3 separate regions of the Mus musculus genome follow, and all the other regions are linked to region 2. A link is a contact called in public Hi-C and HiChIP or PLAC-seq data. All regions are on one chromosome and are shown on one strand. The core of a region is the stretch at or near the end of the contact, and the rest is flanking DNA. Distances in the headings are between cores, read along the strand shown. Region 1 overlaps Babam2 (BRISC and BRCA1 A complex member 2). Region 2 has its middle 6.8 kb from the start of Gm36732. Region 3 overlaps Babam2 (BRISC and BRCA1 A complex member 2).

The links. HiChIP or PLAC-seq counts read pairs in DNA pulled down with a chosen protein or histone mark. Hi-C and Micro-C count contacts between places; a contact is called where the count stands out from the background.
Region 1: a Hi-C map of erythroblasts shows a contact between it and region 2, with 2.9 times the contacts expected there. The contact joins two enhancer-like sites. A contact is called at or near these places in 6 of 484 Hi-C or Micro-C datasets (the N1E-115 cell line, bone marrow-derived macrophages, epidermal suprabasal cells and 2 more), 8 of 115 datasets of contacts at active chromatin or transcription factors (CD8 T cells, acute myeloid leukemia, embryonic stem cells and 4 more) and 1 of 9 other capture datasets (embryonic stem cells).
Region 3: a contact with region 2 is called in a CTCF HiChIP or PLAC-seq map of the NIH/3T3 cell line, with 7 read pairs. The contact joins two enhancer-like sites. A contact is called at or near these places in 1 of 39 promoter capture datasets (hippocampal neurons), 1 of 15 datasets of contacts at CTCF or cohesin (the NIH/3T3 cell line), 5 of 484 Hi-C or Micro-C datasets (the HL-1 cell line, Th2 cells, adipose-derived mesenchymal stem cells and 2 more) and 6 of 115 datasets of contacts at active chromatin or transcription factors (CD4 single positive thymocytes, CD8 T cells, Th17 cells and 3 more).

What each region holds. Positions count from the first base shown.
Region 1 is chr5:31,954,616-31,958,001 of GRCm38.p6, forward strand. The region is part of intron 7 of Babam2 (BRISC and BRCA1 A complex member 2); the gene reads left to right. Among named protein-coding and RNA genes, the nearest start is that of Gm52770, 43 kb to the right of the region's middle. Within about 2 kb of position 1,891, at least 43 of the 459 cell types and tissues checked have an H3K27ac peak or open chromatin away from gene starts, as enhancers often do. A contact at or near this core is called in the N1E-115 cell line and erythroblasts, where this site is marked.
Region 2 is chr5:32,190,064-32,193,657 of GRCm38.p6, forward strand. No RefSeq gene overlaps it. Among named protein-coding and RNA genes, the nearest start is that of Gm36732, 6.8 kb to the left of the region's middle. Within about 2 kb of position 2,163, at least 142 of the 459 cell types and tissues checked have an H3K27ac peak or open chromatin away from gene starts, as enhancers often do. A contact at or near this core is called in the HL-1 cell line, the N1E-115 cell line, the NIH/3T3 cell line and 2 more, where this site is marked.
Region 3 is chr5:32,014,425-32,018,249 of GRCm38.p6, forward strand. All of the region lies in intron 10 of Babam2 (BRISC and BRCA1 A complex member 2), which reads left to right. Among named protein-coding and RNA genes, the nearest start is that of Gm52770, 17 kb to the left of the region's middle. Within about 2 kb of position 1,732, at least 38 of the 459 cell types and tissues checked have an H3K27ac peak or open chromatin away from gene starts, as enhancers often do. A contact at or near this core is called in the HL-1 cell line, the NIH/3T3 cell line and pancreatic cancer cells, where this site is marked.

The DNA.
Region 1 (3,386 bases), core at 641-3,140, 240 kb before region 2:
ATATTGTGATCACCATGGAAATAAAAACTAAAACCACAAAGAGAACACATTACATCCACTAAAATTGCCAAAATTAGAAAGACTGACAAAAACTAGTGTGGCGAGGATATAAAGCTAGAACTCTCGCTTAGAGTTGTACTTCTATTTAGAGGAAAAGAAAATAAAAGAGCTTGAAGCTCCTACAGAGTTAGATATATGCCTGCCATATAGTTGTTCTCCTAGGAACTTAATGAGGAGAAATGATAGCATATGTCCTCATAGAAATAAACTTTAGATGAGTGGTCATCACAGGCTTATTTACTTACTTGTTTCTTTTTTTTATTTGTTCTGTTTTTTTGAGGCAGAGTTTTCCTTTATAGCCATGGCTATCCTGGAACTCAGTCTAGACCAGGCTGCTGTCCTTGAAGTCACGGAGATCTGCCTGCCTCTGCCTCCCAAGTGCTAAGCCATGGTGCCAGGCCCCATCACAGGCTTGTTTATAATAGCCAAAAGATAGAAACCACCCAAATAACCATCAACAGAAAGTGGCTAAACATATTGCAGAATAACCAAACAGTGGAATAGGCTACTCTGTAAAACTGAATGATTTACTGATGCAACCAAGGAGAGGAATCTCAAAATAATTATGCTGACTGAAAGAAACTAGACCAAAAAAAAAAAAAAAAAAAAAAAGCTGCACGATTCCATTTGTATAAAACTCTAGAGAATGCAAACTAAGCCCTGATGACAGAAAGCAGACCCTTGGTTGCCTGGGGATGGGGATAGCGAAGTTGTGGGAGGGGCTGATGACAAAGAGCAAGAGGAAAATTCGGGGGATGCTGGATGTGTTCATTGTCCTGATTGTGGTTTCCTGGATGTAAACATATGTCAGAACTAATTAAAATTTTGGGTTTTGAAAATGTACAGTTAACTTCACATCATTTGTTCCTTAGTGTTGTACAAAAAAGGGAAAAAGTGATTGTCTAAAGGATCATTTCTATTTGCATAATGACAGAATTCCAAGAAATAGTTCCAGTGAGGCCAGTGTCCTGTGGCAGGAGGTCACACATTAAAGTAGGTAGAAAAGCCAGGTAATCAGACCTTGTGGTTCTTTGTTCCCCAGCCTCTAGTAGCTCCAGTTTATTCTTGTTCTTAGCTGATGTTTGCATTTGTCTGGAGAAAATTGTTCATAAGGAATATATATTTCTGGTTTTATTCTCTATGGAGAGTGAATTGGGGCACTTTACAAAATTAAATTTTGATTCAATTTTTATTTACTTGAGATAGACCCTAGTACTTCTGTCCTCTTGAGCCCATGCTTCACAGATGGTGGGCAAGGTGATGGGCTCTATGCTGTGCTATAGGAGCCCAAGCTCAGCCCTCACAGGCCTGAGACCTCTTTAAGGGGGAGCCATGAGCCACTGATCTTCAGTTGTTTGTAAAATGAGAATAGTAGCTAAATGTAGTGGTGCACACTTTTAATCCCAGTGCTAGGAAGGCTCAGGCAGATAGATCTCTGTAAGTTCAAGGCCAGCCTGGTCCCATAGCAGAATTCCAGGCTAGCAAGGACTACATAATGAAACTGATTGGGAAAGGGGATGGGGGAACATATGAACTACTTTCTCTGCCTACAAGAACTGACATGAGTCACATGGCTACTCCATAAAAGCTCTAATGTGGCCTGCAGATTCAGGAGTTGTTTCTATCTTCATCCTCAGGATGAACTCAGAATCTGCTCATCCATTGTTCGAGAAAAGCCAAAGATGCGTAATCATTGTCATTTACAAGAAGAAAATAAGGCTGTGTTGTGATGTAACTTCTGTGTGGAAACAGGTGACATCACTAAAACCCAGACACTCTGTCCTGCTCCTTCAGAAGCAGTTTCCTCCTCTTGCCTCTTTTCTTCCCTCCTTTGCTTCCTCATTTTGCTTCATTTATTTCATCAACAGATATTGCTAAGTGCCTGCCAGGTGTCAGGGCCTTTAAGGCAGAGAAATAAAGGAGGAAGACAGATGAGTCACCACCACTAAGAAGCTGACATCCCAGTGGGGTGGGGCGCAGTGTCACAGGTGCTCCACCAGGACCTTGCAGAGGGGCAATGGAACACCTGTGAGGACCTGTGACACAGATTTGAGGCATCAGAGAAACGAGAGCCGGAAGAGACTTAAGGGCTAGCCTCAGGAAGAACTGTGGTGAGCATTCCTGTGAGAGGGTCACTAGAGACAGATGCTGCTAGAGCCCTTGAGCTTAGGTGAGAGCAACCAGGAGCCATGTGGAGTTTAAGCAAAAGGCCTAGCATTCACGTCCCAAGTCCTGCGCTTGCGTCTCTCAGAGGTTTTTGGAATAGGTTCATAGTGGTCCTCTGGGTTAAGATGAGTGTTGACCTCTCTCTAGGCGTTCTAAGACTTTCTTGGATAGAACTTAGTTTATGGTGACCCAGTTGACTTGCTTACATTGTTTTTGAACGAGAACATTGAAACGTTCCCAGATGAACAGAACTGTTACTGTCCTGGTCAGCGAGACTAATCCCCATTGTTCCCTCACAGTGAGTTGCTTTAAAGGGGCTCCTATGCATCAGAGAAACTGAGCTCTAACCAAGAGGACAAGCACAGCTCAAATACAGAGGAATTCAAAGGCTGTTTTCCTTCTTCCTGTTGTTTTGCTCTTTAGACAGAGTCTCACCGTGTTGTCTAGACTGACCCTGGGTCTGTGGGCTCAAGCAAGGTCTGCACCACTGAGCTTTACCTCAACGTAGGATAATCCAATTCTGTTTCCCTTTCCCAACTGCTTTGTTGGCATTTAAAAGTAAATAAATAAAAACTTTGGAAAAGGCGTGTTAACTTTTGTAGGCCACAGTAACACTGTTAGGAATGTGTCTACGGTTTCTGCTTGTGTTGGCTTTCCCATTGTCTTTCTGTTCTGCAGCTTTCTGTTTCTTTGGATAGGATCCATTACTATACTTTGCATATTCTTTGGTGGAATATAAACACTAATAACAGAAAGTCTTTGCAGAATTTTCCTAGTAACCGGGATAGCTTGTTCATTGTACCTCTATTCACATTTTAGTTTTTTTTTTTTTTTAAGACCCATAACTTGAGAATTCTAAGGAGTCAAGGGTGTAAATGTCTGGAACAAACTCATACTTTAGCAGTTCAGAGTAATTTTCATCCTTGGGTACTGGGGAGGGGAGGAGAGTGGGTGTTGTCCATCAAGAAGGCCAGGCTCATTGTATGCACTGGAGTCTATTGAACAAAAGTATCAGTGTCTAATCTGACACTGACATATATGTACGTGTGTAAATACTGGGTATAAATATCAAGTTCAGATATAGACAGCCTATTTCTGTAAAAAACAAAAAACAAAAAAAAACAAAATACTGTCACTGTGTGTAGTCTCAACCCATTTGA
Region 2 (3,594 bases), core at 913-3,412:
CACTGGTGCCTGTGCTGATGAGCAGTGGTGTGCATGCTCCAGGGTCCACCTCTAGCCTCCACTCTGTTCCCGCCATTCTCGTGTCTGGTCTTCTGTCAAGAGCATATGTCGTGTGACCCCTACAGCTTTCCCAAAGGCCTTAAATCAGGAAGCCAGAGCTCCCAGTCAGATAGTGTTTTTGTGAACCCGGGACTCTTTCCCCTCAGTATCTACTTGGTGCTTGCTCTGCTATTTGCTCAGGGCTGGTGCTCAACAAAGAAAGGTTGTCTTGGATTTGATTTTCAGAACCTCAGTTCTTAAGGCAGCTAGGGCACAAATTTGGACGAGAGCATGATGAAGTGTAGCTTTCTTGTCCTCCAGACAGGAACTCTTCTGGGACTGGAGAGAATTCTCCTATGCTGTGTGGAGATAAGGGAACTGGGAAGGATTGGAGGCAGAACAGCTGTCTGTGCCTACATTGTGGGAGAGTTCAAGAGATGGGAGACCCAGGGGTTGGCACGGAGCAGCCTCCAAGGCCCACATCCACCTGGATAGCCCCGAAGCAGCAGAATGATTGATCTAAGCTCAACCCAGAGAATGCCACGTTCTGAAGGCTCATTGGGCAGAAACAGTGGCCATTCCAGCAGAAATTTACATGGACAGGTCACCCCAGTGAACCCCTGAAAAATCATGTTTTACACAAAGAAAGATGAGGGATCCTGACTCTACCAATGGAGTTGTTTGTTTGTTTAACTTTTCTAGCATCAGGAGTCTTCACTGGGTTACAGGGGAAAGAATTTTACCTCTTATACACTGAGTAGATTACTCACGGTTTCTTCCCACCCTGTAGGACATCCCTAGTAAACCCCGCCTGACACTGAAGAATGTGAGCTGGGGACAGTCTGTCCCCTCTGATTGCACTGGAGCTAATGACATGACACTAGGGGAGCCCTGGAGAGTTGAATCCTCGTTCTCTTTGCTGTCCTAGCCCATGCCTGAGATATCAAAGTGCCATCAATCAGTTCATTTTGAAAGAGGGGATCTCACTATGTGGCTCAAGCCAACTTCAAATCAATAATCCTCTCTCCTCAGCCTCCCAAGTGCCAGGATCGCAGGTGTGTGCCCCATACCCAAATCAAAATGCATTCTTCTGAATTCTAACCCCTCTATCCTGAGAGGTTTCGTTCCATTCTCGTTTAGATCAACTGGAAGGAAATCCTAAAGGGTCCAAGCAGCAGTCCTCAAGGTCTGTGAGGAGCAATGTTTGGAGCAGTGGCTGTTTGGGGAGGGTAAAAGAGAGAACTCAGAGGTGGGGCTGCCTCCTGCTTCACGGTCCTGGTGTTATTTTCCATACCATTTGTGCCCTGGCTACACCCATGTTAGGTATGGGGAAACTGGTACTTCAGCCCTATTTACCAAGTGCCAGGAGAGTCTAGCTTGCGTGTTGTTTTGCCTCTATTAGTATGCTCAGCTTGCACTGTAACTCCAAGAATGTTAAAGAGACATTTCAAAATGCATTGAATTAATACATTCCTTTGCAGTGATCCTATGTCCGCTAAATGTTCCAAAATGCGACACATGGAAAACGGAAAACAGACCTAAAGTGTGTGTTTGACTGACACTGTGAATTAGGGCATCCCTCAAAGTATAAACACACCCCCCCTCACTGAATACATATCCCTGCAAGGGTAATCCCTGGGGTAGGGGCCCTTCTAAAGAAGCTGAGGCTAGACCACCAGTTTCAGGACTGCTGCTATACCTCACTGTGCTGGGGCAGAGCTGGGTAATTTGGTCAGAAGAAGTCAGGTAGTTCTCCAAGGGGTTAGTCCTCTGAGCCTACTTGCCTAGAAAGACATTAGGGTTGTTACCTGTTGCTGAGAAAGGCTAGCATCACTCAGGGGCTAGGAAGAGAGAGCAATGGATGAGGGCTTGTATGTAATTCATTGCTAAATAAAGGCTAGCCTCCTCCTGCCATGCCACACATACACATATACACACGTACACACACAACTGCGCGCACACACACATATACACACATGTATACACACACACACACACAAGTACAGACATGTACACCGCCCCCAGGCCTGTTGCCTTGCCTGGACTCCTGGTGCACATCTAGGGCTGTGGTCTAGGGAGCACTGAACTCATTCACCCTCCCAGCAGTCGGGCCATGACGCGCGTGAGCCTCTGACTCATCTCGATGTCATCAGCCCTATTTCCAGGAGTGAGTAACTCAGGGAGGGAGGTGTGGTGGGGGGGGGGTGGAGGGGTTGAAGAGGCAATGTGGTCCAGGAAGAGCCCCATCCCTCCTCCTCCAAAACAGGAAATGCTCCACTTCTTAAGAAAAGATGCACCCTGACTCTGCTCTGAAGTGGGCGGCTACACATCGAGCTGGCAGTGTAGGGACAGCAGAATCCAAAGCTGCCAGGACTTGTCTCTTCACCCCACCCCCAGTATCCAGGGAGTGTGTTAGCCAGAAGAGGGGCCAGTGGACTCTGATCAGACTTAGTAACGATAACGCATGCTATCAAGTATTTGATTCCCACTTTGGCCTATAGGCTTCCCAGTGCTCCATCAACAGGAAATACAAGGCTGGGATCCGAAAGCAGAGCCCTTCTTTCCCAGTCCGGCCTCACTATGGGCTAGGAAGATTTCCTCTGACATGAAGTCCCTGCCAACTTTGGCTTCTTTTCCTCTCTGAGATTCCAAATTGGGCTCAACCTGGACCTGACCCTGTTTCTTCCGTCATACTTTGAAATCCCAAGAGTGAGTGATTGTGGATGGGCTTCAAGTTCAGGACAGACCTTTGAAATAGAGTCACTCTGCCCCCCCTCACCCCCTGGCCTCCCCACCCCCCATCCCCACACCCAGTCCTCTGGTTTTCCAGACAGGCTCCTATAACATCCAAGGCTGGCCTTGAGCTTTTAATTCTGCTGCTTTTAATCTAATACTGTGAAATTATAGGCAGCCACCACCACACCTAGCTTAGAGTCCTTTGGACACAGCACTGGACCAGAAGATCCTGAGTCAAATAAAGGTTAGTAATTCTGCCCATAGTCTGCAAGGTGCCCTAATGTCTTAGCGCCCCCAGCTTGAGGGGTTAAGGTCCCCTGTCAGCTGACAGGGGACCTGGTATCTTACTTATCTTTGCGTCTTAGATTTCCTCCTACCTGATTCCTCTCCAGAGAGGTCTTAGGAAACATCCTTAGTTTCCTGTGGGAAGAATCTCCAGGAGAAGACCATGCTTAGGAAAAGACCTTGCATCTTGTGCGCACTCTCTGTGTCCTGGGCTTGACACTGCCGCTTACACTAAAGAACTTTCTGGATGGATCATCACCTATGTTGCCTGTGATGCCGATGTCATCTTCCTCATGTTTCTGAGGGAACTGGGGCTATATCGTCTTGATACTTAAGTGAAGGAGCAAGATGGGAACCCAGGTCTGGTGGCTTTGTGGCCGTTGCCACTCTTCTATAGAAAGCCCTGTGATGACCTCATTCAGGATTCTAACTGCAGACACTAATGAAACAGAAAGACTTGGCAGGGGGTCATTGCCTTTATTCCTCCAGATTTACATATTGCGACCAAAGGCCCCAGGACCTTTGAATATGACA
Region 3 (3,825 bases), core at 482-2,981, 180 kb before region 2:
TGATACAGATGTGGGAGTGGCCCTGGTCTAGGACAAGGGGCAGGAGTTGAACTGTGGCCAAGTGTGTGCTCCTTTACGCACTCACCATTGGTTATTCGCTAAGTACGGTGCAAGCAGTTCTGTGTGGTGGACGTACTGTGAGCACCTAGGACTCCTTACAAACAAGAGCATTGAGCCAGCAAGATGGCTCAGCAGATGAAAAGGTTCTTTGCCACTAAGTCTAATCCCCTATACTTGATCTCTACATGGTAAAAGGACAGAACTGACCCCAAAAGTTCTCCTCTGACCTCTACGTGTGTGCCCCCTCCAAATATTGCATGTAATCAAAAATTAAAATAAAAAAACACTGCAAGGCCTAGTGGTACCAGCTTATATTCCAGCTACATCAGGAGTCTGAGGCTGGAAGGACCCACAAGTCCATGCTAAGGATCCGGTACAATGTACATTCAAGACCAACCTGAGTCCCATCTCAAAATGTAAAAAGTAAGCTGTCTGTATAGCTTATGGTAGAACACTTGCCAAGCACATGCAAGAACGTGAGATCACGCCCCAGTGCACGAGCAATAGAGAAAGTAACAAGCACAGGTGAAAGCAGAAGTCGCCCAGGCTCCTTGTGTGTGCAACACCTGCACTGCAGCTTTGTCTCTTGTCTCTTCTCCCAAACCTCCTTGTCATTTGCTTTTAGAATTCTCTGGAGTATTTTGAAGCAAGTGTAAACCACATCTCTTGTATCGTCTATGAATACTTCCGTATGCATCTGTGTGTATCTCTAACAGTGGTGATTTCTAAGGAATGCATCCTACATTCTTATAGCTAATTCTTTAACGTCAGGTAATTCTCAGTCTGCCTATAAGCTTCCCTGTTGGTCTCAGATATGCCTTCTTCTTTGCAAGGTTTATTCTTGTGCATGAGATTGTGTGCATTATATGCATGCAGGTGACCACAGAGTCCAACGGGTACTGGATCCCCTGGGTCTGGAGTTACACACAGTGTAAAGCTGCTGACGTGTGTTGAAAATTGAATCCAGATCCTGTGGAAGATCAGTAGCACTCTCCACCACTGAGCCATCCCTCCAGTCCCTCGGACATATTGTCTTTACAGCTAGCTTGTCCAGATCAGGATCCAAAACAGGATCCCTGAATCTCGGAAGTGTCCCTAAAGAAAAGCGGTGGTCCTCAGTTATGGACATCACCTTCTATTTTTCTTTTCAGAGTATGGTTAAGAAAATCTGCTGAGGTAAGAAACTGTTAAGAGTATCAATTCACCCTTAAAAGAGGCAAGATCTTACCCTATGTAATACCTGACATTGCAGAGAGTTACTAGCTACCTCACTTAGACTATGAGCCATTCAATCTTTACGTCAGCTTTGAATAGAATTTTTAGCAGTTACAGAATGTATTTGTCAGCTCTGCTACTATAGAATTTACAATATTTGCTTTATAGTGGGACCACACGGATATAATGTTTTTCTTGTTTTCTGTTGTATAGTGTGTTTTGAGGTCTGTACATGTTGGCTTATGTGTTTTAGAGTTGCGTCCTTGTTGGTTACTGAGTAGTATTCCACCCCAGATAGTGAATATTGGTTTTTTTGCAGTATCTGGTGATTACGAATAGTGCTCCTTGGATGTAATTTAAGGGAGATCTTTGTTTTGACAATGCTTTTAGTTCTGCTTAGTTAACTGTGGGGTAGGAATGCTGAGTCACCCATCCAGTGTGTGTTTAACTCAGTCATCCACCACCATGCTGTAAAGCAGTGTGACTCTTTACAGTCTTCCCGACAGAGCGTGAGGTTTCTGTTCTTTCGCATGCCTTCCGGCTCTCGCTATCATCAGTCTCTAATCGCAGCCACAGTGGGGTCTGAGAGACTGTCCTGGGGTTTTTAATATGCAATCCCTCATGTGCAGTGCTGCTGAGTGCTCTGTGTGCTAACCACCGAGGGAGTGTGTGGGAAATGGGAGGGTCTGTTGAAATCTTTTTTCTGTTTTTAATTGGCATGTTATTATCTCATTTTTCAGTTTTTGAGCTCCCCTCCCCTTGTCCTGGGAATCAAACACAGAGCCTCCAGCATGTTGGGCAAATGCTATACCATGGGGCCTTATCCCTATCTATGACTTAAGAATTCTTTATAAACTTGGCTGGGATCCATTTGTCAGTAACGTGTTCTATAAACTTTAACAGAGCCATTTGTTATTTGTTTGTTTGTTTAACTGCATCTTTCCAAAAACTACATTTACAATTTTTATGAGGTCTCTTTTTATCACTTCTTAATTTTATAGAACATTTTTTTGCATCCTGCTTAATTAAGTCACCTAATCCAATTCAAATTTTCCTAAATTAAATTAATTTTTTTGAGATGGTATCACTGGAAGTCCAGACTTCTCCTCGACAAGCTTTGAGCAGCAGTAGCAGCATGGTAGGCAGAGAGCCCACCCTAATTAAGTTGTTTCCTTGTAGAAAGTTCATAGTTTTAATTCATGAATACAGGTCTGTATTCTGCCTCAACTTTATGTATGGTGTGAAGTGAGGGACATGATTTGTATATATTTTTTTTTAATTTTCATTCTAGAAACATTGATCAAAAAGACCCAATTTCCCCCACTGAATTGCTTTAGTATCTTTGTAAAAATATTAGTGGACCATGTGAGTTTCAGGTCAGCCTGGGCTACATAGTGAGTTCCAGATTAGCATATTCTAAATACCATGAGCTTTCAGAGAAGGCAGTTATTTTTGCTTTTATGTTGAGCTTTAGTTGATTCCTTAGGATTTTTAGATACATGATCATATTATCAAGAAATGGAGAGCTGGGAATATCAGTCAGAGTGTCTGCCTACTATGAATGAGGGCCCGAGTTCAAATCCAGCACTGAGATAGATGGAGAGACGCTGTCTTACTTCTTCCTTGCTCTATGCCTCCTTTTCTTCCTCCTTCCTTGCCTTCCCCCACCCCTCCCTTTCTTCCTTCTTCCCTGTGGCCTCCAGGTAGACCTGCGAAGGTGTCTACTCATTGCACAGTCATTTGACCTTCTTGTGCTTCAGGCATTTTTAAGCCATGGGGATGCCAGGATGCTTGGGATCTTCTCTGAAATGGCTCACATTCTTGGGGCAAATGAACATATAAACCATACAGACATGATAGTGCATACCTGTAATGCCCACACTTGGGAGGCTCAGGGGCTAGGATCACAAGTGTACAATGAGACTCAGTCTCAAAAGCCAAACAAACACAACTTAACAATGAAACATTCTTTAAAGTATAATGCTAGGTATCCACCAGCTATCATGGGAACACGGGGTAGGACACCCAACTTACTAAAGCAGGAGGGCTGGAAGAGCACTTTAGGCAGACAGATTAGCACAAGCAAAGATCCTGAGAGAAGAAATGGTCAAGTGTTTGTGAAGAACTGCAAATGACTCCAATTTCTCAAGTGTCTGGTGGATCCCGGGGAGTGGTGAGAGATTCCATTGGAAAGGTCACCAGAGGCCAGAACACAGACAGTTCTGCATACCAGGCTGATAATGCTTGACCTTATCCCAAGGATAGGAAGAAAGAGGGCTGGGTAGGAAAGCAAGCAGAGTATGTTTGCTTTTTACAGTTACATTCCTCTGGTATTGTAGAAGACGGTTTGGAATGGAATGGCACACACATGGGAAGATAGTCCTGGCAAACAATAATTGAATCTAACCAGAGCTGTCTTTACTAGAGGGTGAAAGGGGAGAGACTAGTTAAAGAAATCTTTTAATAGTAAAGCTTTTTTTTTTTTTTCATTTTTTGAGACAGGGTTTCTCTGTGTAGCCCTGGCTGTCCTGGAACTCACTCTGTAGACCA